Linked DNA regions of Mus musculus: region 2 is linked to region 1. A link is a contact called in public Hi-C data. All regions are on one chromosome and are shown on one strand. The core of a region is the stretch at or near the end of the contact, and the rest is flanking DNA. Distances in the headings are between cores, read along the strand shown. Region 1 overlaps Thsd4 (thrombospondin, type I, domain containing 4). Region 2 holds the start of 2010001M07Rik (a long non-coding RNA gene).

Region 1 (6,212 bases), core at 1,323-3,822:
TGACTCGAGCTTGTGTCCACTTGACAAAAAAACCCAACCAGGACACTGCTAAACTTTGTGTGCATATTGTTATTCAATAAATTCTGTCATTGTGTGAGGTGTGAACATGTTCATCAAAATTTTAGGCACATTGTACTTACAACATGTTAAGTTCTGTGACCCATCCTAAGAACCACTGAGCTGCTTTCCTCTGTTGGCTCTTGCACTACCCGTGCCCAGGACACCTTCTTCTCCTCTCCTTCCACTAGATAATCTTAAGAATTAGACCTAGCACTCACTGTCCCATTAACTGTAAGGAAACCCAACTAAGCCCCCTAGTGGTTTTCCCAGGGTCCCTTTCCACGTCCTTCAGGGAAAAGGACCCACCTCTTTGCTTTAGCAGAGAAATGCCAGCAAATCTCCCACCAAGAAAATTCCTTTTCAAGCTCCTCCTGGCTCATGGCTCTCCAGCACCCCCTTTCCCACAGTGAGCTGGGGACTTAGAGAGTCCAGGGCTGAGTTGTGGCGCATCACCTTTGCAATTCCTACCTCTTCAGAATGCAGCTCCTCCTGCTGCAGTGTCTTAACTGAACAAGAACGGCCTCGTTTTAGCACCTTGCTTCTTAGGCATGGTCTCCATGCCGTTGCCACAGTGGCTGAGCAGTAATTCTGTGCCAAGCCCTCTTTTATCTTTGTGGCAGCCTCTTTTTAGGGACAAGAAAAATTAAGAGATTAAAGGATTGACCTGAGAACCCCCTCTAAGTAGTGCCTAGTTTCAGTCTTGATCAAAATGTTATTTTTTTAAAATGCCTGTAACTTACAAACCAGTGAATTAAAAACACATTATTTTTAATACCCTATGCCTAAGTTCTTGTCCTTCTGTTTTATGAGAAATGCTGTGGAAGCGAGTCCTAACTTTCATGACATGGTAAGCTCTCTGCTAATACAAGGGCAGGCTTAGTAACTGGGCATTCTAAAAGAATGGGTTTGCTTTCTTCTTTGTTGGGTGTGAAGTTCTGAGGCTTTCTCTGAACTTGGCCTTTCATGGTTTCTCATTCAGAGGGATCACAAATGGTGTTTTAGAGCCACTTATGACCCCCAAATAGCAAAATATCATCATAGCCTATTGACATGCCGAAACTCTGCTTCTAAAAAGTGTCTGCTGGGAGCTGGAGAGATGGACTAGCAGTTAGGAGCACTTGTTCTCTTGAAAAGGACCCAGGTTCGATTCCCAGCACCCACATGGCACCTAATAACCATCTCTACCTCCAGTTCTATAGGATCTAAAAACTTACTTCTGACTTCCACAGGTACCATGCACATACACGCACATACATATTATACATATATACATGAAGATAAAACATTCATCAATCCAATAAAATACAATTTTTAAAATTTTAATACATTAATAAAATATTTATTCAGTGTGTGTGTGTTGAGCATGTGTATGTGTGTGTGTGTGTACACATGGAGGCCTCAAGAGACCCATCACGTGTCATTTTCTGTCACCCTCTACCAATTCCTATGAAAATAAGCTCTCTCCATGAACTTGGGGTTCCCGTTTTCCCAATTGCACTGGAAGTCAGCAAGCCCCAACAGTCTCCTGTCTCTGCCCCCTCATTGCTGGGGTTACAGGCATGGGCAAGATGCCTAGCTTGCCCTATAGGATCTCTATTATGGGTGCTAGGGTCAAAATCTCAGTCCTCACGACTGTACAACAAGTGCTTTTAACTACAAACCATCTCTCCATCCCCTCAACTTTATTTTTAAAAAGCATGTGTGTGTGTGTGTGTTACATATATATATCTCCATATGTGTGGTATGTGTGCTGTGGAGGGGAGGGGGCAGAAGTCAACCTCAAGTGAGTTGTTCATCTTGTTTTCTAACACAGAATCTCTAACTAGACCCTAGGGCTCACTAATTAGGTTAGGCTGGCTGGCTAGTGAACCCCAGGGATATGTCTGCCTGCCTCCTCAGAGCTGGGGTTGTAAATGTACAAATCACCCTTAGCTTTCCAGAGGGCACTAGGGATCCCACACAGCCCCTCCTGCTAGCACAGCAAACACTTCCCACGGAGCTCTCCCCCAGCCTTCTAACTACATGGTACTACTGCGCCCCCTCTGAAGGGCAGGAGCTCTTCCTCCTGCTTCTGAAACAGCTTTGGATGATGAACCAGGATCCTTGAGTTCTCAGCCCAGTGCTGTGTAGGACTTAACTCCGGGGAAATTGCCCTTCTGTGACTATGGAATCTAGGCAGATGTTCTTAAAGTCCACTCTCTTCACAAAAATCTGTGACTGTGTGGTGGGTCTCTGACTTTTTTTTTCCTGAGGGTCATAGGCAGTTCATGGAAGAGGGTGTTGCCACCAAGAGGGAGGGTTTTTTTGGGGGGGATAAAGCATTATGCACACACAAATGTTGCACCCTTGGTCCCTGGGAATTAAAGTCATGATTTTACAAAATGCCGACTGCTGGTCGGCAATCAGTTGTGAGGTCACTGGAATAACCGTTCCTCGAGATGTTTTATGAACACTGGAAGGAATTCCGTTCCAAGCTAGGTCAGAGGGTAGATTGGAATATGCAGAATGCTGCCTTGTGTTTTGTTCTGTAGAACAGCTGTGCGGGGAGCGGAGTGATGCACGGCCATCCCCAGGGGGATGCAGACACGTGTTTCTGTGCTTGGCGCCTCTCCCCTGATGCCCTGGCCTGTGAAGTGAATGAGCTCTCAAACGGGGGATGCAGTGGGAAGCATAATTCTTGTAGAACACTAACTTTCCATGGTTTTTGTCTTCATAGTTAAGCAATCCTATCTTAGAGGGAGGCCAGATGAATAAGAGTGGCAGGGGGGGGGGGGACACTGGTGGGTACTGGTTACTTATTAATCCTCCAAACATGAGACAGGAGCTAACCACATTCTGTGTGCCAAGGAATGGGCACAGTAACAGAGGACCATAGATACTCAGCTCAGCTTCCAATTAAGAAAGTGTTCTCTAGGCTAGGGAGATAGCTCGCTCAGTCTGCGGAACCTGAGTTCAATCCCTAGGCATGGGGGTACACATTTGTAGCCCTGGGACTGAGGAGGCAGATATAGATAAGCCACTGAGGTTCATTGGCGAGCCAGCCTAGCCCAGCCCAGTGAGGTCCAGATCAGTCAGAGACTGGGACTCAAAAACAACAACAAAACAAAAACAACAACAAACAAACAAAAACCCCAACAACAAGAAGATAGATATCACCTAAGAAACAGCAACCAAGCTCGTTCTCCAGATACATGGATATACACGGGGACTTGTAAAGCATGTGGACACACCACACACACACACACACACACACACACACACACACACACACACACACGGTAGAGGAGCAACAGAGACACAGAAAGAGAGAGATACACGCATATACAAAGATGGTTCTGGGGGCAGGGTCTTGTCTGCCAGTTCAGCTATCAGAAAAGCTTCCATTATCTCAGGGGAGTCCAGGGCATCCCAGCAACTTCCTGAGAGTTGTGCTAGATTGCAGCCTGAGAATGAACAACGCCAGGATACACACTGAGTTCTAGAAAAGATGATACTTGTAGGGATGAGGTCAGCTTACTCACTTGGTCTACAAAGGACAACCAAGGCTACACAGAGAAACCATGTCTCAAAAAACCAAAAAAAAAAGAAAGGAAGGAAGGAAGGAAGGAAGGAAGGAAGGAAGGAAGGAAGAAAGAAAGAAAGAAAGAAAGAAAGAAAGAAAGAAAGAAAGAAAGAAAGAAAGAAAGAAAGAAAGAAAGAAAGGAAAGAAAGACAGGCGATGAGGGTGAACGCCCAATCTCTGTTTATAACCGTGCAAAACAATTCTCAGAGACAAGTCATTAGTCAAGCAAGAGACCACTCACAGATGGTGGCTTGGGCTGCAAGTGGACGTGAAGAGGGGGATGGTGGATCGTTAGTCATCATCTGCAGATAGGCTGCTGGGATCCTATCCTGCCCGAGGGCTGATGTCAGGTGTGCTATAGGGGCTTAATGTTGTATGTCTTGCAGTACCTAGGGAAAGTCACAGGAAGTGTCAAAAGTGACAAAGAGGATCTTACCCAAACCTTCACACTTCTCTTCTTTCCAGCCCTGGTCCCTAAAGCCCAAACAACTGTGGACTGTTGCAATTGCATGCCCTCCATCAGGGATTAAACATTACCTACTGGGGCCAGCAAGATGGCTGGGTGGGTTAAGCTCCTTTGCCATACAAACCAAGCCACCCGAGTCTGGTCCCTGGAATCCACATAAAGGTGTGATAAGAGAGCTGACTTCACAGACTTATCTCTGACCACCACATGCCCACCATGCATGCATCGTGCACATGCGCACAAAGATAAGAAAATTAAAACTGCCTGCCAGGACCCAAGCATCCCAAGGAGTGTCTGTGAAGAGAGATTACAGGCAATCTTTTCATCTAGGTAGGTTAGTCAGTTTTCAGATGGGGAGGCGAGATAGAGTAGCGCATGCAGGCACGAACACACACAAAAGGCAAACAGCACAAGGCAGGAAGTACATTCCTCCACATCTCCCTGCTTCCTTTCTCCTGTGTCTTCAGGTCACAGCCGATGTGCCATCCTCTGGGCAGCCTTCTCTGACCTCCCCACTTTTTTTTTTTTTTTTTTTTTTTTTTGCCTTTTCGAGACAGGGTTTCTCTGTATAGCCCTGGCTGTCTGGGAACTCACTCTGTAGACCAGGCTGGCCTCGAATTCAGAAATCCACCTGCCTCTGCCTCCCGAGTGCTGGGATTAAAGGTGTGTGCCACCAAGCCCGGCTGACCTCCCCAGACTTGATTAGCTGTTTCTGACTCTGCCCCCTCTCAGCCTGTGCTCCACACTGCCTGTGTCTGCTGGTCCCGGGGTTTGCGTTTCTCTTACCCTCAGCCTCGTACAGTGTTCACATGTGTAGCTTGGCTCTTTACCAGCCCTGCAATGGAGAAGACAGCGTTCTTCCCACCAGATTTGTTGTGTAGAAGAAGGAGCCCATAGGAGATCGTTTCTCACTGCCACAGCCATCCCAGCAGACCGCAGGAGAGGGGAGACTGAAGGAAGGAGCTATGGACGACCCTCAGGAAATGTCTGCATTGGGGGAAAAGAAGAGGAATGGAGGTGGTGGTCAGAAAGCAGGAGGCCACGGTTGCTGAGAGGGACGGGAGAAGGAGAGGGGACCTGATGAGGTTGTGGCATGTGTGCATGGACAACAGCGGAGGGCTGTGGCTTCAGGATAGGTGTGTATTGCCAACACTAACTGTGTATCTTCAGGAAGAGCCTTCGCTGAGAAGTTGGCAGGTCCTCTGGGCATGAGAGCAATGCAGGATCCCACATTCCTGCAGCAAGTGTGTGTGGAAATTGCTCGAGGCAGGACTCAGACGTGTCCAATCACTATTCTAGTTCATTATTTGTTTTCCTGTTAATGGGATCATCCTAACTATTAGCCGTTATAAAAGCATACTTTTACAAATGGATCTCCTATTGTGACTCACTACTTAATAACCCAAATTCTTTCTTCTGGGGCTAAGAAGGTAACATGTTTGGAGCTGGCTGTTGAGATCAAAAGCTTTGGAAGGCTTCTCTGCTCCTGGCTCAGGAGCTGAGGTCTGGGGAAGGGGGTGGGGTGCTCACTTAGTCTCTCTCCTTGATTTCCTTCCATTTTGGCTGATGTTTCTGGAAGGTGAGGGAAGGTAGTCTTGGTCCCCCAGAGAAGTGGGGGAGGATCCCAGCTCTCTCGTGTTTTCTGTCTATGGCTCTCATTGTCAGGTGTTCTCACGTGTAGCTTGGCTCTTACCAGCCCTGCAGTGACGAGGACAGCCAGCGTTCTTCCCACCAGATCTGTTATACAGGAGAAGCCTCTGTTGTATTGGCTTCGTTTCACATGCATGCCTTTCCCCAGACCTTCTTGAATAGAAGGAGACCATCCCAACCTCCCCCTATATACAGTAAAAAGAGAGAGGCCCAGGAAGCCATTCAAGTTTATACTGTGACTTTAACATGGGGAAGTAATGATTTACCAATGGGACTATGTATCATTTTGCTTTTAAGAAGTGAATGGGGCCTGTGAGATAACTCATCGTGTAAAGGCGCCTGCCGCCAAAGCTGAGGACCTGGGTGAAATCCCTGGGCCCTATATGGTAGCAAGAGAGAACTGACTCTCGGGAGTTGTCCACATACATGGCTTTGCATGCGGTTACGCACTTGGATGTGTGCGCATGCACACAC
Region 2 (6,212 bases), core at 2,713-5,212, 53 kb before region 1:
ATTTAATCACTACATAATATTCTATAATATACTCTATCCATCTGTTTATGGGCAGTTGGATCAGTGCCTCTATGAACATCGGTGTGTGAGCTTAGTGAGGACGCATATTTCACTTGTGCTGGGCATATTCCCGGGAGGGAACAGCTGGATCATATGGCAACCCCGCATTTTTTTCCTCTGAGGAGCTGCCACGCTACTTCCCATGGCCGACGCCATTTCACAGGTGCCAGCATCCCAGGAAGACTCCAACTTCACCTCCCTGTTGACATTTTTTATCCCCTTTCTTTTCTGATTGGTAGGGCATAGCTTGTTGGGATTTTATTTTGTCTTGCACTAATGTCTCCTGATGTACAAAGTTTGTATGTTTACTGACTATTTGCATATCTCTTTAGGGAAAATACTCATTTGAATCTTTTGTTCATTTTAAAGTTGGGTTGTTTTTCTTTTTGTTATGGTTAAATTGTAACTTTCTTTGTCTACTCTAGATATTTATCAGATCCATTTTCTAATATTTTCTGTCAGTTTATCTGTTCACTCTCTTGATTGTGTCCTTTGAAGTGCAAAAGTTTTAAATTTCGATTGGTGGTTTGTTATTTTCTTTTCTTCTGTTGCCTGCGTGCTTGGTTTTACACTTATGAACCCACTGTCTTCTTCAAGGTCACGATTCATACATCTTTTTTTTTCCAATTTTTTATTAGGTATTTTCTTCATTTACATTTCAAATACTATCCCAAAAGTCCCCTATACCCTCCCCCTTTCTCCCCTACCTACCCACTCCCTGTGTTACCCCTGGTGTTCCCCTGTACTGGGGCACATAAAGTTTGCAAGACCAAGGGGCCTCTCTTCCCAATGATGGCCGACTAGGCCATCTTCTGCTGCATATGCAGGTAGAGGCATGAGCTCTGGGAGTACTGGTTAGTTCATATTGTTGTTCCACCTATAGGGTTGCAGACCCCTTCAGCTCCTTGGGTACTTTCTCTAGCTCCTCCATTGGGGGCCCTGTGTTCCATCCAATAGCTGACTGTGAGCACCCACCCAGGGATCCATCTCATAATCAGCCATCAAATGCAGACACTATTGCATATGCCAGCAAGATTTTGCTAAAAGGACCGAGATAGAGCTGTCTCTTGTGAGGCTATGCCAGTGCCTGGCAAACATACATCTTCTTCTAGTATTTTTATAGCTAAAGCTTCTATATCATTTTGGTCTCAGATCCATCTGTATGTGCTGTGAAGTAAGGGCCCAGCTTCATTCATTTGCATATGACATCCAGTTGGCCTAATACCATTTGTCTATGAGTCTCCCCCCCCCCCAATGGTCTTGAAATCATTTTTGACATTCATTCATTCTCATTCTCATTCTCTCTGTCTGTCTGTCTGTCTGTCTGTCTGTCTGTCTGTATCTTTTGTTTCTTAACAGTTATGTGTGTGTTCGGGTCCAGGTCCTGCTGTAGTGAGAACAGGGTCTGGCATGAAGGCCCCAGCGCTCCTGCCTTGCTTTGCTCTCTATTCTCCCACTAATATTCTGAAGTGCTGCTGGTGCCCACTTGGGCAGCTCATCTTCATGCCGCAGCATTATTCATACAAGCCCTAAAAGTCTGAGTAATAACTTTAGCTCCCAGCCAGACCAGCCAGATAATGGCTACCCCTCTGCCTTGTAGGCGGTGCTTTCTACACAGTGCTCTTTGAACCCCTGCCTCCTCTAATCCTGCCACTTTGGCCTCCTACAGTTCTGCCTAGTTCTTTATCTACTTAGCATGATTCCATTTTATGAAACCAGTACAATCTTTATGACGCTCAGACCATGGGGTTGGATCTGTTAGAAACCAGCTATCACTAAGTTAAAACAAATGCCGGGAACATTGTGCAAGTGCCCTCGCCACAATTCACCAATTATCCTTTGCCTATTACATCAGCTAGGACTGAGTTCACTGTGAAAGCAGTGGATACTCTCCCACCACAAAGAAAGTGGATTAAAGGAGATAAACAGATTTCTCCATGACGGGAACACTTAGTGGGTGATAATCCAGTACTAGGATGCCAGCTGCTTTAGACTTGGGCATTTCCAGGGCACCAGGTGAGAGTGATTGACATCCCGGGATTTGAACCCAGGGCCTCGTTCATGCCCAGCTAATGTCACTAGCATTCTGTCACTGAGCTACATCCCCAGGTGTCACTCATCTACCCTGGGATTTGCTCCTGGTTCTTAGACTCCAGATGCAGTCAGTGGCCCAGCCTTTGTGTTAGATTTTTCAGGAAGTGAGGACAGCGCTCAGACCTGCTGCTTCACAGCAGAAAGTTCCTGGGAGTCACCACAGGATACTTCTACCCACATTCCACTGGCCATACTGGCCTCCTCTGGCCACACCTAACTTCAAGGAAGTCATAGAAGGGGAACGCCACTGGCTCAGCCCAGAGTTCTATTTTTATGAAAGATACTGTGTTTGGGAAGCCATCCAGCGTTCTCTGGCATGCATGTATTACCGAACAGCTCCTAGAACCTGACCTATCCCAAGAAAAAATTTAAACTCATTAGAGAGGTGCTGTACCTCAGACTCGCTGTAGTCTTGGACTCCTAAAACTCTGAGATTCACGTGAGGCATTGGCTGATTTTCTTTCCATCTTGGCCGTCCGTCTGACTGCCAAGTCATTCTCTTACACTTATAAATGATGACTCTAGTGTCCTATGCTGATGTCACACTTCTGTTGTGTGCATATGCACGCTACCGTCAGTCTAGCCCACCCACCATCCTCCCAGTCTCTCCAAGCCAAATGCTAAGGAACTGCCTTTGCTTCTCATCTCTGTGCTTCGATCCATCAGCAACCCTGACCCCTTGTCCTGGACGTGGCCTGTTTCTGTCCTCTTTCTCCCCATCTAGGATACCATCCTCTCCGTGTTCTCCATGCAGCTCAGTGGGCACTTGGCATTTCCTTCAGCCCCGTTCTGTCCTTCCTGATATATGGCCGAGACAATCCACAATTATTTGCTCCCATGACCTCTGTTCAGAACTAAATTATAATAAACCCCTCCATTTTATATATTTGAGCCCAAATTTCCAGTTTCTCAGAATATAAATGTAAATGCAAGTAGGACCAAAAGAGAGAGATTTAAATCGAGTTTATTAAGGTGGGAACTAATTCAGCCTGGCCGGTGATCTTATGAAGAGACTGGTACATGCAGAGAGGAGATGAGCTCCAGGGAAACGACAGAGGAAAGACGAGCCTGAGGTGAGGTGGTCAAGGAAACAGCCTTGCCAGTGCCACGCCCATGCACAGCTCCCTCCTGGAACTATAAGAAAACGTGTTTTTGTATTCGGTTCTGGAGAGGCCTTTGCAAACTAACAGTCTTCCATGGAATGGGTTACCTCTACCCTCTCCCTCTCCCTCTCCCTCTCCCTCTCCCTCTCCCTCTCCCTCTCCCTCTCCCTCTCCCTCTCCCTCTCCCTCTCCCTCTCCCTCCATCCCTTCCTCCATCCCTCTCTCTCCATCTCCCCTCCCTCTTCCTTCCCCCTCCCTCTCTCTCCCTTTTTCCCTCTCCCTCCCTCTTCCTCACCCTTTCCCTCCCTCCTACTCCATCCCTCTCCCACCCCCTCACAAGGCCTTCCTATGCTTGCTGTTCCTGCTTCTTGCAATAATCTGATGCCAGCTCCCTCCTTACCATTCAGATCCCCCACAAATGCTCTCACGGCCTTATTTTATTTCTGAGCCCTACAGAAATCAGCTTAGAAGAGAAAGAGTTTATTCTAACTCACAATTCCAGGTGTATAGTCCATCACCATGGGGAAGTCACAGTGAGGAACTTGAGACAGATGGTCTTGTCATATCCACAGTCAAGAGCAAAGAAAAAGGATACATACTTAGTACTCAGCCAGCTCCCTCTACTCTCACACAGTCCAGGGCCCTAAACCCAGGAGTGGTGCCACCCATTTTCAAGCTGGGTCTTTCCAGATCTGTTGAGACACTCAAGAAGAAATGCCCCACTGAGACTTTGATCCCAGGTGATAGTATGTTCTGTCCAGTTGGTAGTTAAAAGGAACCGCCATAATAGCCTTACACTCTGTCACACTTCCTGCTTTGATACCTGGAATTGTAGTTCCACTAAGGCAGCCAGTTTTTATCTCATCCCATTCCTTGCTATGTCTCCAAAGTGTTAGGACAGCATCTAGCACCTGCTGGAACCTCGTGGGAAGCCCTTGGAATGAAACAGTCAGTGGATGAGAATGTCAGTTGCAATATATGTATTCCTGCTGCTTTGTGAGGAAGGCTAAGGCTGCCCTTGGGAACAGTTTCTTAGGGAAATTGTGGCATCCTTGACTTCCCAACTTTCCAGGCTTAGCGCCTCCCCAATGCAGCTAAACACCGTCTCTGTGTCTCCTGTAACAGTCTCTCTCCACTTTAGCAGATTGGCACTGGTTGAGTGGCTCTTATCTGCTTGTTACCAGGATCCCAAACTTTTTACATTTGCATATTCATAATGAGTTATCTTGGGAATGGGACTCAAGTCTAAACATGAAAGTTGTTTGTGTTTCATTTACACCTTCTGGCCTGAGGGTATTTTTAAACCATATTTTTAATACTCTTGTGTTTTGACAACAGTCTGTCCCAGAGGCCAGGTATAGAATTTTCCACTTGGATTTCAGAGTTTTGAGCTAGGGGTGTCCAGGCTTTACTGACACCAACTCTGTTGGCTGTCACACTGCCACCGCAGTGTCATTGTTGGAATCCATGGTTTCTGTCAGGTAGGCAGAAAACAGCACAGATTGGTTGCCACCAATCAAAGCAAATAAAAGCCATCATTTAAACCTGTCCCATTTTCTCAGCACACATGGCAAAGTGTGTGGAAGATTTCACTAGAGTGTGTATGAGTGTGTGTGTGTGTGTGTGTGTGTGTGTGTGCCTGTGCATGTGTGTGCATTACTCTATACAAAGGCGCTTTGAGCACAGATGTTCTAGAAGCCCTTAGACGTCTTTCTTGGTGCCTAAGAAGTGGTTGCCGAGCCACCACAGGTTTTCTTAGCACGCTGAGTATGGCTGACTGAGAAGTCAGACTGAGCTTTCTTTTTTATCTCTTTTTGTTTTAGGCTGGACTCACATGTCTAGGCTTAGGCTTGATAACTCTGATTTTGATCGGTTATTATAAGAAAAAAAATTCTATTTTTAGTATTTTGCAAGAACCAAGTAGCTATGTTTCCAGCCTCAGACAAACCATACCTATATCATAATCTTGTCTATGTTACAAGAGTGACCACCATGTAGTTATAGTGTACCAAGTATGTTATTTATTCTGAATGATAAATATACCTCCTATGAGAGTGTTAAAATTGACACAGTAGACTCAAATGATCTCTTTTAAGCCTATTTCAAAAAACAGATGCAATGTTTGAAGTCTTACTTTTAAAGATATTAGAACATAAAGGTATACTATTCATTGAATGGGGAGGGGGTGAGTGTGCATGCTTTGGCACATGGGTGGCTGTCACAGAACAACCGTGAAATCAGTTCTCTCCTTCTACCATTGAATTTAGGTTGTTGGGTTTGGCAATAAATGCTTTTAGCCAATGGTCCATCCCCAGCGCTGATCACCTAGAATTGTGCACCCTCTGTGCGAGCTCATTCTTGGAGACAGCTGATCTCCCTCTGTCAGCCTCCATTGATCAGGCTCTTCAGCCCTGTAGAATTTCCACTATCTATGCTGTCACATCAACTGGTATTGCTTCTTGCCAGTCTTGTTCAGGTATCCCTATTGTTGATTATTTGTAGGTACATTTTCCTGTCATTCCTAAGGGCTCTCTAACAGCAGGCATCCTGGGACCCGTCTCTTAATCTCGCCATTCCCTCTTCTGGGATAGTTCCTGAGCCATAGGTGGTACATTGCACTGAAAATGTATCAATTAGGGTTGGGCACCTCATGGAGAGTTAGTCTCTGCATTCTGACTGGACATGTATCTCTGGTGGTCTCCACCAGGCTGGGCTGGTGCACAGGCTATGGGACGGAAGCCAGACCTGGAAGTTAGGGATGGCACCCAAGGGTCTGGATTTCATTTTTTTTTTTTTTTATGGTATCAGGGTAAAGAGCAGATAGATCCAGGAGCCAGCCAAGCCTCTGTTTGATGCCTTGACTAGCAGAAACTTCTGTCATCGCTGGACTGCCTTCTTCTGATCTAGCAAGAGTGGTTCTGTAAAACTGGCCAAGGAGACATGAGAGAAGCCTAG

What was found. A called contact is a pair of places that touch in the nucleus more often than the background predicts.
Region 2: a Hi-C map of muscle stem cells shows a contact between it and region 1, with 2.1 times the contacts expected there. The contact joins the promoter of 2010001M07Rik here to the enhancer-like site in region 1. A contact is called at or near these places in 1 of 484 Hi-C or Micro-C datasets (muscle stem cells) and 3 of 115 datasets of contacts at active chromatin or transcription factors (embryonic stem cells, intestinal crypt epithelium and intestinal villus epithelium).

Annotation. Positions count from the first base shown.
Region 1 is chr9:60,277,856-60,284,067 of GRCm38.p6, reverse strand. The region is part of intron 6 of Thsd4 (thrombospondin, type I, domain containing 4); the gene reads left to right. Among named protein-coding and RNA genes, the nearest start is that of 2010001M07Rik, 53 kb to the left of the region's middle. Within about 2 kb of position 2,572, at least 12 of the 459 cell types and tissues checked have an H3K27ac peak or open chromatin away from gene starts, as enhancers often do. A contact at or near this core is called in muscle stem cells, where this site is marked.
Region 2 is chr9:60,331,859-60,338,070 of GRCm38.p6, reverse strand. It overlaps 2010001M07Rik (a long non-coding RNA gene), which reads right to left and starts at 3,962. Exons shown (of 2, transcript XR_003948171.1): 1 at 3,752-3,962; 2 at 3,103-3,288. All of the region lies in intron 6 of Thsd4 (thrombospondin, type I, domain containing 4), which reads left to right.